Linked DNA regions of Triticum aestivum: region 2 is linked to region 1. Evidence: chromatin contacts called from public Hi-C data. All regions are on one chromosome and are shown on one strand. The core of a region is the stretch at or near the end of the contact, and the rest is flanking DNA. Distances in the headings are between cores, read along the strand shown. Region 1 holds the start of LOC123141817 (methyltransferase-like protein 7A). Region 2 has its middle 100 kb from the start of LOC123145508.

Region 1 (5,381 bases), core at 772-3,271:
GAAGTGTATTCTCCAGGCAAGGGGCAAATGAAGGGAAAGATTGCTCAGATGTCTTCTCAATGTAAGGTGGAAAGCACAGAAAAGATGGAGATGACAAAACAAGTATGCCTTAAAAGGAAAGCAAGTACCAAAACGTAAAAATGAAACTTAGGTCAGTATTCAATAACCACAACTCATGGTCAGTGTGATGCGTAAAAATGGAAGCCCATAATGTGTTATGTGGTCTTTGTGTCTAGGCACATGCATTGCCAACATGCCATGCACCATAATTCAGTAATGCAAATGGTAATACTAAGGAAAAGACAATGACTTTCAGCTAGACAAGATTTTATTTATTTCAGAGAAGTAAGAATTGATGACATAGCATGGTAGTCCTTTTACTGTGGAATTATTATTTGTTTACTAGGAATAGGCCGGCATACTGTTCTAGAATTCAACGGTCTGTATGTAGGAGTTATCGGTACATGAATGCCCTATGTTGACCATTTCGACTTCTGAATTACTGTGTGCCAATACTTTTTGTTTATTGGATGATGAACTGCCGGTAGAGAGAATGTGTCAAAAATTGGTATATTCTTAGGCCGTCTAATTGCCTTACAAATAGATCTTAAGTTCTCATATGATACATAACTTAAAAATCACTGCTGCAAAGATGAATTATTACCTCTTAATGCCATATCGGTGTCTTTTACAGAACATAACACCAATGTACCAATAACTGCATCCATGGAACCATCTTCTGCTGGCAAAGCTTCGCCAACCTAAGTAAAACCATGCGTACAAAACAGTTCTCATGCTAACAGAAAACATAGGCATAGATACCTAGTGCACGATCATAAGGCACCATACTTCCATACCCCTCTTCTGAAAGTGAAATTTGATGACGGAAGCCCAGCAGAAGTTGCTGCTGCTCTAGAATACTCCTCCATGTAGATGTTAGGATCCACCCCAATTACATTTACCCCATCAGCACTTGCATAGTACTTTAAGTTGGGGCCTGTTCCAACACCAAGCTCCAGAATGTTCTTCCCCGCAACTGACAATTGGGAGAAGAGATTCGATTTATACTGCGCAATCTGCAAGCTTCACCAAGTGAAATGTTTAGTGAGAACATAACACGTTGTAAATATCACATCTCCGTTCCTGAAAACATATGAATGTATTTTTTATAGGAAAACTAAAACTACTGATCAGGTGATCATGGATATAACAAATAAGTACTAACACTTGACAGAACAGCACTCCAAGTGCCCACTTCTGATATTTATCTCCTCACCGGATGAAAATAAAGGTATGCGTCACTTGAGACGCTTCACGAATCACGAGTTCACGATGTCACATTGTGCAATTCATTCAGATAGGAAACCAGACCGGCAATATCACAGATTGAAACATCCGAGAATTTGGGTTCGGTGGGTTCAGTTAGCTGCCCAGTTGCTGACACAGACTTGCAATCCTATGATGAGTTGTCTCTTGGAAGTTGGTTAACACGTGACAAACTTGGATATGATAAAGCAGTGGAACAAATATTAGGGGGAAATTATATACCTCGGCTTCATAAGACTGCATGCCCTTGTCCATGGCCGTTGCGTAAAGCTTCTCGTACCAGCCAGGCCTCGCTGGGTGCACCCGTTCAAGCATCACCTGCACAAAGCCACACCAAGTAAAAATATCAGATTGTCACGAAGCCATGTAATTTGCATCGCAGATAGTGAATTGGTGACCGGAATAAGATTGGGCGTGAAGGAGCTTACGTCGGGGTCGATGGCTGGGGCGGCGAGGCACGGAGGGTTGACGAGATGGAGGAGGCCGGCGGCAGAGGATGCACCGAGGAGGTGGCGGCGGCCGCAGCGGCAGCTTCCAAGGATAGCTACGAGAGTGCTTCTGCGGCGGGGTTTCAGGTTAGGATGTGAGCGGCGGCCGGGGACGGCGACCGCAGGGAGCGCGACGAGGCACCGCATGCCGGAGATGTTGGGGAACGGCTCGACCCTTTGACACGGTCCGGCATATCTAAAGCCGAAACTCCCCCCAAAGCCCTTTTTTTTACCGTCGACGTGAAAAAAAGTCGTGTCCCCGACAGCCCATTTTTCGTCGGTTAGGCCCGAATTTGGTGCCGGTGAACCCAGACCGAACCCGGCGCGCTTGGGATGTCCGGGGCCGCCGAGAGAAACATTTTTTACGCGAAAGCCTGGTGTACCCGCCTAGTGAGCGGCTGGACGCCTTTGTCGTCCTCATCGCCTCGGTTTCTCGCGGGAATCAATGCGAAGGCTGCCGCCGGTCAACCTCCATTGATTCATCACGGGCGGCGCAGTGAAGGCGCGCCGACACGCGTCCCGCCCCCTCCCGCCACGCGTACACATATCGCCGCCCACCCGCCGCTATAAAAGCCGCCCCCCTCGCTGGTGGCTGCACACATCCTCGCCACAACCCATCTCCCCCTCTCGCCGAAGACCTCTCGCCCTCTCGCCGCTGACGCCGCTCTCCCCTCTCTCTTCGCCGACGACCATGACCGAGCGGTACCCCGGCGACGGAGCGGCGGCCAACGGTTTCGGCCGCCACCACCTACACGAGGATGAGGCCCACGTCCTCTACGAGGCGGATTACCCGGCACCACCGGACATGCGGGTGCCGGGTTCGTGGAGGCTGAGCGCCGGCGGAGTCCCGGTGCCGCCGCCGCCCTCTGGTGCTGACCGGCGCGCCGAGATCGTGCGCATCAGATCGTCGCTGTCGGAGCACACGCAGAACCAGACGAGGTACGCCCCCGACAGCCACACGCTGTGGACGGCGTACTTCGACCGCCGCCACGAACGGCGTTGAACCCCGCGGCCGCCTCAACTCCGAGGGGCAACACCAATGGTGGGGCGTCACCGGGCGCACGCTCGAAGCCGTCCTCGAGCACATCAAGGCCGGCAACACGCCGCGGTTGGAGTACCCGGCGCCCCCTCCTTCTCTCACCGCCGCGGCAGTTCATGGATGCTGAGGCGCATGGAGGCGGCGTCCTCGTCCTCGTCAGGCTCCCGCTCCTCCGGGTCGCCGGCTCTCCTCCCCGTCAAGCCAGAGCCGCAGGAGACGCCGCTCGGGCGACGCACGCGTCATAAACGTGGGGAGCGTCCCTTCTCCTCTGGTCTCCTCCTCTCGCCTCGTCAAGCCGAAGACTGAGCCGGCGCTCCTCCCCGTGTAGAAGGAGCACGAGTCCATGGCCGCCTACGAGAAGACCGGCCTCAAATAGGCGCGGTACGACTACGTCCGGCAGGAGATGGAGTGCCAGCGCCGCGCCCTCGAGGAGATCGCCGCCCGGCGCCGCGGCCGCAAGGAGGGCGGCTTCGTCATCCTCGATGACAGCGGCGAGGAAGCGCCCGGGCCGTCAACCCTGTCCGCCACGGCGACCCAGGGCAGGGGCGCAACAAGGACGGCGATGGCGGCGACTACACCAAGTTTTACAAGCTCCTCGGCATGTAGAAGGCTCGGCGACGTGCAAGGCGGCGATGGCGGAGTAGTAGTAGTACTAGTTTTTAGTTTGTTTTTAAAATTATATTTTCAGTTTGTACAAATTTCAATTAGAACGCCTGAATTTCCTCCAAATTTGTGTGGTTTCGTACGAAGTTTGGCCGAATTTTGGCCGACTTTGTTTTTCAAAAAAGGCGTTTGGGATCAGCTTGGGGCGGCGGTTGGGAACCCGACCGCCCCCACGCCGATTTTATTGTCGGTTAGCCCCCAGGCGGCACTATTTGAAGCCCCTGGGAGGCCGAACGGTTGGAGATGCTCTTATAGTTAGGCCTAACCCATTAATACCTTGAAATCCCCTATTACAGCATGGAATAGACGAGCAAACGCCCGCTTCAGTGTATTCTATTCTCATGTTGACTATTTATCGCATTCAGCAAGGTAAAAGGGATCTCTCGCTGAATGCGGCACCATATTTGGGCCGGCCCACTTCGCGCCCAGTTAAAAAAACAGGAGGGAGAAGGAGAGACCGCATGCCGGAGGTGTTGGGGAGGAGTACGTAAAGCGAGCTCGAAGGCGGAAAGCTCGACGCTTTGACATGGTTAGGCTTGTATAGCCGGCACATCTAAAGCCCCAAATCCCAAATTTAGTTAGGCCTAACCTCGTTAATACCTTGAAATCTTGTATTACAACGCGGAATAGAAGAGCAAACGTCCATGTCAGAAATCCTATTCCTGCCGCGACTATTTATCGCATTCATTGAGGTGAAAGAGATCTCTCGCTGAATGCGGCATAGTATTTGGGCCGGCCCACTTCGCGCTCAGTTAAAGAAAAAATGGGAGGAAGAAGGAGAGAACGAGGGATCGTCCTTAGTTCTCCAGGAAGAAGCAAGCGCACATAGCCAACACGGTGCGCTACTGTACATGTTAGGTAAAGGGGGTGCATCCTAATTGAAGCGAGTCAAGCCGAGTTTTTCTCCCGTTTTTATTTTTTTTTCATTTTCTTCTGTTTTCTTCTCCGGGTTTTTTCATTTGTTTCTTCCTTTTCTTCATTTCCCTTTTCCTTTGGTTTATTTTTTCTTTTTGTTTTTCATTCTACATTCTTATAGACTTGTGCAATATTTTAAAATACTTGTTCAACATTTTTCAAATACATGATCAACACTTTTTTCAAATACTTGTTCAACAATTTTTTCCAAATAGTTGTTCAATATATTTTAAATACTTGTTCAACATTTTTCAAATGCTTTTGAAGAGTGTTTTTTGTAATATATATATATTTAGAATATTTTAATGTATAAAAATACAAAAAAAGTAATAAAGAAAACAAAAAATATGAAAAAAATACAGGAAAAAAAGGCTGTGGCCTCCCGCGGTCATAGGCTGGCCCAGCTCGCTCTCCCTTTCAGCGAGTCTGAAGCCATACTCCCTAAAGGCGAGATATAGGCGCGCCCTCCTATTTCCTGCATAGGATCTAGGCGAATAGTAACCAAAGGCCTACCTTCCTGCGCGCCTCGTCCTCTGTATGGAACGGCCCATGCTAGTTTTCCCCCACCGGTTTTGAGAAGGTCTAGAACCTTTCCTGAACCTTTTTTTTACTTCTTTTTTTTCGTCTCTTATTTTATTTTTAAGTTTTTTATTTTAGTTTTTCAAATATGCAACCATTTTCTCAAACTCGTGAAGTTTTTCCAAACCCATGAATGTTTTTTAAAAATTGTGATTTTTTCTGAAAATCGTGCATATTTTTCAAATTCGTGAACAACTTCAAAGTCCTGAATGCTCTGTTTGGATGTAGATATTTAGGAGCGTGGCATTGAATTGGCTTCAATATCAAATCTGCAGGACATTGAACTGTTTTTAAACACGTGACTTTTTTTTGAAATGCATAAGAATTTTTTGAAGTTCGAGAACATATTTTAAAATTCATGATCAAAATTT
Region 2 (5,381 bases), core at 1,365-3,864, 790 kb after region 1:
ATCCTCGAGTAGGTAAGTGATAAAAACAGAATTTTTGATGCAGAATGCTGCCTAACATGTCATATCATATTCTTTTCTTTATAGCATGGACATTTGGACTTTGATGTGATTCAAAGCAATAGTCTAGTTCTGCTTGATTATATTGCTTGCGTATAAGGGGGTTACGGAGTAGATCTACCACGAGATCAGACAAACTAAACCCTAACTTAGTCGGATGGTGATTGTTCTTCTAGCCTCTACGGACTAAGCCCCCTGGTTTATATAGACACCAGGGGTGCTAGGGTTTACAGATAGTCGGTTACATTATGGGAACTCCGGATCTTTCATCTCGACTTAGGATGCACACCAAGGTACAAAAGGTCTTCGGTTCGGATACAATGTGGCCCACCAATTCGGCCCATGTAAGACTGGCCGGCATCCCGAGGATCCCCTAATCCAGGACTCCCTCAGGCATATCTCCAACACTCAGATGTCAGATCATTGGCAGTTGTCGACTCAGACGTGGGTCCAGTCCACGTCTCTTCACCCGGCTACGCCTATATATTGGAGGTGTGGCCAATCCTAGCCGCCACGAAGAACATATCACATCTGCTCTGCTTCCACGCGCACTACCCACCGTCGTTCCTCTCGCTGCTGCTGCCACCAGCGATCCCATTCCGTCCGTCGTGTGCATAGTTGTATGGGTGAGCAAGCCTCCTCCAGAAGCCCACTTCTTTAGATCCTGTACGTGATAGGGCGATTAGGTTTCTAGGGAGCGTCTCCTACGCGACTGCTCGCCATCGTTCGTCTACATCAACTACTTCGTCTATGTCTGCGCCGTCGTCGTCATCAACATGGCAACCGACGTTGAAAGACTCGTTACCGAGAAGCTCGCTGCTGACAAGAAGGCCGCCAAGGAGACTGTTGTTGTCGCCGCCGCGGTTTCGTCCTGGCCGACTGAGGGTATAACATGCTTATCCCGCTCCTATTTATTTATGTGTTAGCCGTACTAGTGTTATACATAGACATGTCTGCTATTGGCATAGTACGTGTTTAGGTGATCGAATATCAGTATTTGTTCAATATTGTTACTGTCATGCTCATGATTTATTTATGGATTAATATAATCAAAAAAATTCTAACATACTCAACAGCACAAATTACTCCATGGCACTATTCCTTTGAACTACCTTCGTCCTGATTACGGGCCCCCTTCGTTTTTGTGTCAAATTTGACCATAGATTTAACTACTAAATGCTAATGCATGTCAGTAAAAATTATATTATTTGATTCGTATTTAAGCACAATTTCTGATGATATTTTTTATGACATGCATTAATATTTTCTTAGTTAAATCCATGGTCAAAATTTAACATAAAATATAAAAGGAATCAATAAACCAGGAGGTGGTATGAGAGACATACATATCAATAAAATGACCACCAAACTTATTCAAGGCTACAATCGGTGTGACAATGTTTGTCTCACACCAGCTAGTAATTTCATCTACAACCCAACACCAAATTCGGTATTCTTTCTAGCCCATTCACGAAAAATTAGATTGATTTGGTACTCACTTCCAAACGGACCCTTACACTTTTTTTTGCGGTGTAAAAGGAGTTTTATTCCAAGATTATGGTGTTACAGCCGAGAGGCAAAAGTTCCTCAATACAAGGGGGATCTTGACCTAACCACATAGCCGTGGTGCTCTCTACGCGACTATATTTTGCCAAACAATCTGCCACACCATTTTGCTCATGATGTAATTTCCGAAGAATAAACTCCTTGTCCTTCATTATTGCCTTGGTCTCCGCCACGAGATGACCATATGCGGATCGAGATAGACTATAGAGGCCAAAACTGCAATTGCCTCCGAGGAATCTGACTGAACTATGATTGGTAAGCAAGTATGTTGGAGAGTCAACGCCATGCATTGCATGATCGCATGCAGCTCCGCCTTCAAAGAATCGTTACAGTTGAAGATATACCGATAAGTTGCAAAGTTGACGGACCCTTACACTATTGACCGAAAGAATCCAAGAGCAAATTATGGAGAATTGCAAAGGATGCCTGTCCCACTTCTAATAAAAAAATCAAGGATATCTGTGTATCCGAGAATACAATAGGACGCATTGTTCTGCCTTTGTTTGCAAAAACAGAGTAAAAAAATCGCCTACACAACTACTCCCACTTGAATTGATGATGGCGAGGTACACCGCCGTCTTTAAGTACTTCCTCTGTTTAGGTGTGTAAGTCACCTTACGAAACCAAGTAATCTCAAAACACTTAGACACGGTACATTAACTCAGTTCTCGTTCCTTGTTTCGTGACATATCAACCAATAAGAGATGTGGGCAGTGCATGCTTTAAATGACTTGAGACTACCAAACATGACATGCATTGGTTAGTTTATTGCATACAATGCTATTAATTAGCAAAAAGACATTAAGTTCTTTTATTTTCTCCTCCGCCTTGATCGTGGTGCATAACCTAAGATGATTTACTCGCCTAGACGGAGAGAGTACTCAAGTAGCAAACGCATAGTCCCTGATAATCCTGAAAGGGAATACGGCGGGACCACGTTCGGTGAAGAGCATTATGCGCTAATGTGGGATTTGATGTGGACCGGTGGAGCATATCCCGGGACAGCCAGGGCCCTCTGGGTTGCTGTCACATTAAGTGCCTTCTTGGGGTCCTTCTGCTCCCTTCCTGCCCTTTTTTTATCCTCCTTTTTCTTTGCACTCTGCTGTGCTAATCCGCTGCCAATCAGTTCCGTTAGCGCAGGGTTCCTGCTAGTGATATATCATTAAGAGATTAGGGTCCAACAACTGTTGCATCTCAAGAGACTTTTCAGTGTTATAAGTCCCTTTTAACACCACATGAACTATGCAACATCTTCTTTTTATGCAACATTCGCAACTGTCGAACCGGCATCACCCTCTTTCGGGCTCTTAAACCGAAAAAAATAGCAAGTCTGTTTTTTGTTTTTCTAAAGGAGGGTTAACCCCTGACTTCCAAAAATAGCCTAGCAAGCTTGTTACAGGAGCTGAACTAGTAGTCCCTTTTATCTTGTTCCAAATCCTTTTTGAAGCATAGGCTGAAGTCTTTCGTAGCTAGTAGCGGCAGTTTGTTGCGGAAGATCGCCATTAGCGCAGTGTGAACTGAATACCCTAATGCGCCAGTGTTATAAGATTAGTGTTCCCTTCATTCCTTTTGACAAACGAGGCTCTCCAAAAGGAACCAATTAGCCTCGCGAAGAATGAGGGAATGCGAAAACTTCTTTTTACCAAACAGAATTGACCGGTAAATCAACCGGATCCATTGCATCGGATCAAATGCTAATGCTCGAATATAAAGAACAGAGAAAATTTGCCTCGCTTGAAGTAACTTTTGGAGGGCTCCGGGACCCAATGAGGTGACAAGAAGCTCTCGGCCCACTGTTTCGGAAGATGTCCGGTTTGCGCTTTGCCCGTGCACGAAAAAGTCCGGGGGTGACCACGGGCCAGCTCGCGGCATGCATGCATATGCTATGCTCTGGGCTACCATGTTCACTTGGTCTAGCCTAAGTGATCCACGAGTGTGAGCACTTCACATGTGCTAATGTACGATTTCCCCGTGGCCTTTTAATTACCTGGGATCCAACTGGTCAAAACCTCACCGGCATGAGGATCAAAGTGCATGTGCATGCACGCTCGATGGACAAGCCGTTAGCAACAGTGAATGATGAGGAAGCATCATGCATGCATGCATGCATGGTTAGCAAGTTAACATAGACACGAACGGTTGTCCGAAAGCCAGCGGATCGATCTGGCGAGCGAAACTTTGGTGCGCGACACGGAGTGACAGCGGCAGCGAGGACACTTCGTCGGACGCGCTGGATAACCCGGCCGGTCCAGAGATTCCAGACACGAGCGGGACTTCCATCCGTCGGCGCAAAGGGGACGCGACCAGCCATGGATGGATGATGGATCGGCCGGAGAAGGCGAGAGGGATACAAGAGCGACTGAGCGAGAGGCTGCCGTCAGGGAGCTCATGATGGTGCACCTGGATGGAGGAGCAGGCCAAGATGGGCAGCCCGTGAGGGCCCTCAGCCCCTCATCGGCCGCGAAGATCAGAGTGGGTCGTGGAGGAAGAGGATATAAGCAAAATCATACACGCATCTTCTGTGTTTCGATACGTCACAAACAACAAAGACAGAGAAGGTGACATGGTCGGTTCATGGGTCGCCGACATGGAGAACTGACTGTCGAACTCAGCGCGTACAGCCGGCATTGCTAGCTCGCCTCGCCGGCGATTGCCTGCCCCGCCGCGTTTTCAGTTGGCACGAGGCTTCTCTCTCTCCCGGCGTCGGCCAGCACGGCGGGGCGCGCGCACATGGCTTGCCTTTTCGCCCCGGGCCTCGATCCAGTTCTGCTCCTGCATTGGCGCCCTTTCGGCAAAAGGCGCCGGTGCCCGATACCGCCGGCACGTGGGGACGCCCGTCGTCCTCGCCCGAGCCAAAGGAAAGTGCCCCGCCATGCCCACGCTTGCAGCAGTAGAACGAACCACGGGGGTTGCGGCTTTTGCACCTGCAGTTCTTCCTCTGACCCGTATCGACCCGTCCATCACCATCAGTGTCGCTGGGACTCGGCTGTGGTTCGATCGGGCATCTGATGATGGCGCTGCGAGACCATGGGCGTTGAACCATCGCATGCATGCCATCCTCTGACACGCACTGACACGGACGCCCGCGCAGAGACATGTCACACCGCCGCGCCATGCCGCCGGACGCCCGTTTCCCCGCGTCGGCTTCCTCTCACCCGGCCCGGCAGGCTGAACTGTGCCCGAGCAGTGCGCCGAGCGGGCGCCTCCGTGTGGCAGCTTCCGATCATCCACCGCCACCACGGGACCATCGATGGACGTCGAGCCTCGCCAACGCCAAGCGTCCTCGGTGTGCACCGTATCGGTCAGCCAGACACGCTCGATCGCGCTGACACGGACGCATGATCCGGTCTTGGCGCGGCGCGCACGATCACCGCTCGCTCGATCCCCTGTTATGTCTGTCGCTAATCTGGATGTCTCGCGCGCATGGGCGCCGTGGCCGCACAGCGGGGCGAGCAGCGCCCATGGGTGGTTCCTCCGCGGACGACAACGCCCTCGCGCTCCGCGACAGCGGCTACCGTCCGTCCGTCGCTGTGCTCGTGGTTCGTTGGAGGCTTCGCAGCCGCGGCCACTTCCCATGCCTGGGCTCATGGCGCCCACACCAACACGGCAGCACGCACAGTAATTAACAGCACATCGCGCGGCCAACATCACGACTATTCGCAGGCCGAAGGTGACGCCCGTGTGGCGCCAAGGCGGCTGGACTAGCTCGCGCGAGAGCCCACTAGCAGTGCCCCCCCCCCCCCCCCAGGAGCAAGGAG

Evidence for each region. A called contact is a pair of places that touch in the nucleus more often than the background predicts.
Region 2: a contact with region 1 is called in a Hi-C map of leaf, with 6 times the contacts expected there. The contact joins the enhancer-like site here to the promoter of LOC123141817 in region 1. A contact is called at or near these places in 2 of 5 Hi-C or Micro-C datasets (both in leaf).

The regions. Positions count from the first base shown.
Region 1 is chr6D:417,813,260-417,818,640 of IWGSC CS RefSeq v2.1, forward strand. LOC123141817 (methyltransferase-like protein 7A) reads right to left here and starts at 2,022. Exons shown (of 6, transcript XM_044560886.1): 1 at 1,755-2,022; 2 at 1,549-1,644; 3 at 858-1,076; 4 at 665-761. The coding sequence starts at 1,961.
Region 2 is chr6D:418,604,672-418,610,052 of IWGSC CS RefSeq v2.1, forward strand. No RefSeq gene overlaps it. Among protein-coding and RNA genes, the nearest start is that of LOC123145508, 100 kb to the right of the region's middle. Within about 2 kb of position 2,615, at least 3 of the 8 cell types and tissues checked have an H3K27ac peak or open chromatin away from gene starts, as enhancers often do. A contact at or near this core is called in leaf, where this site is marked.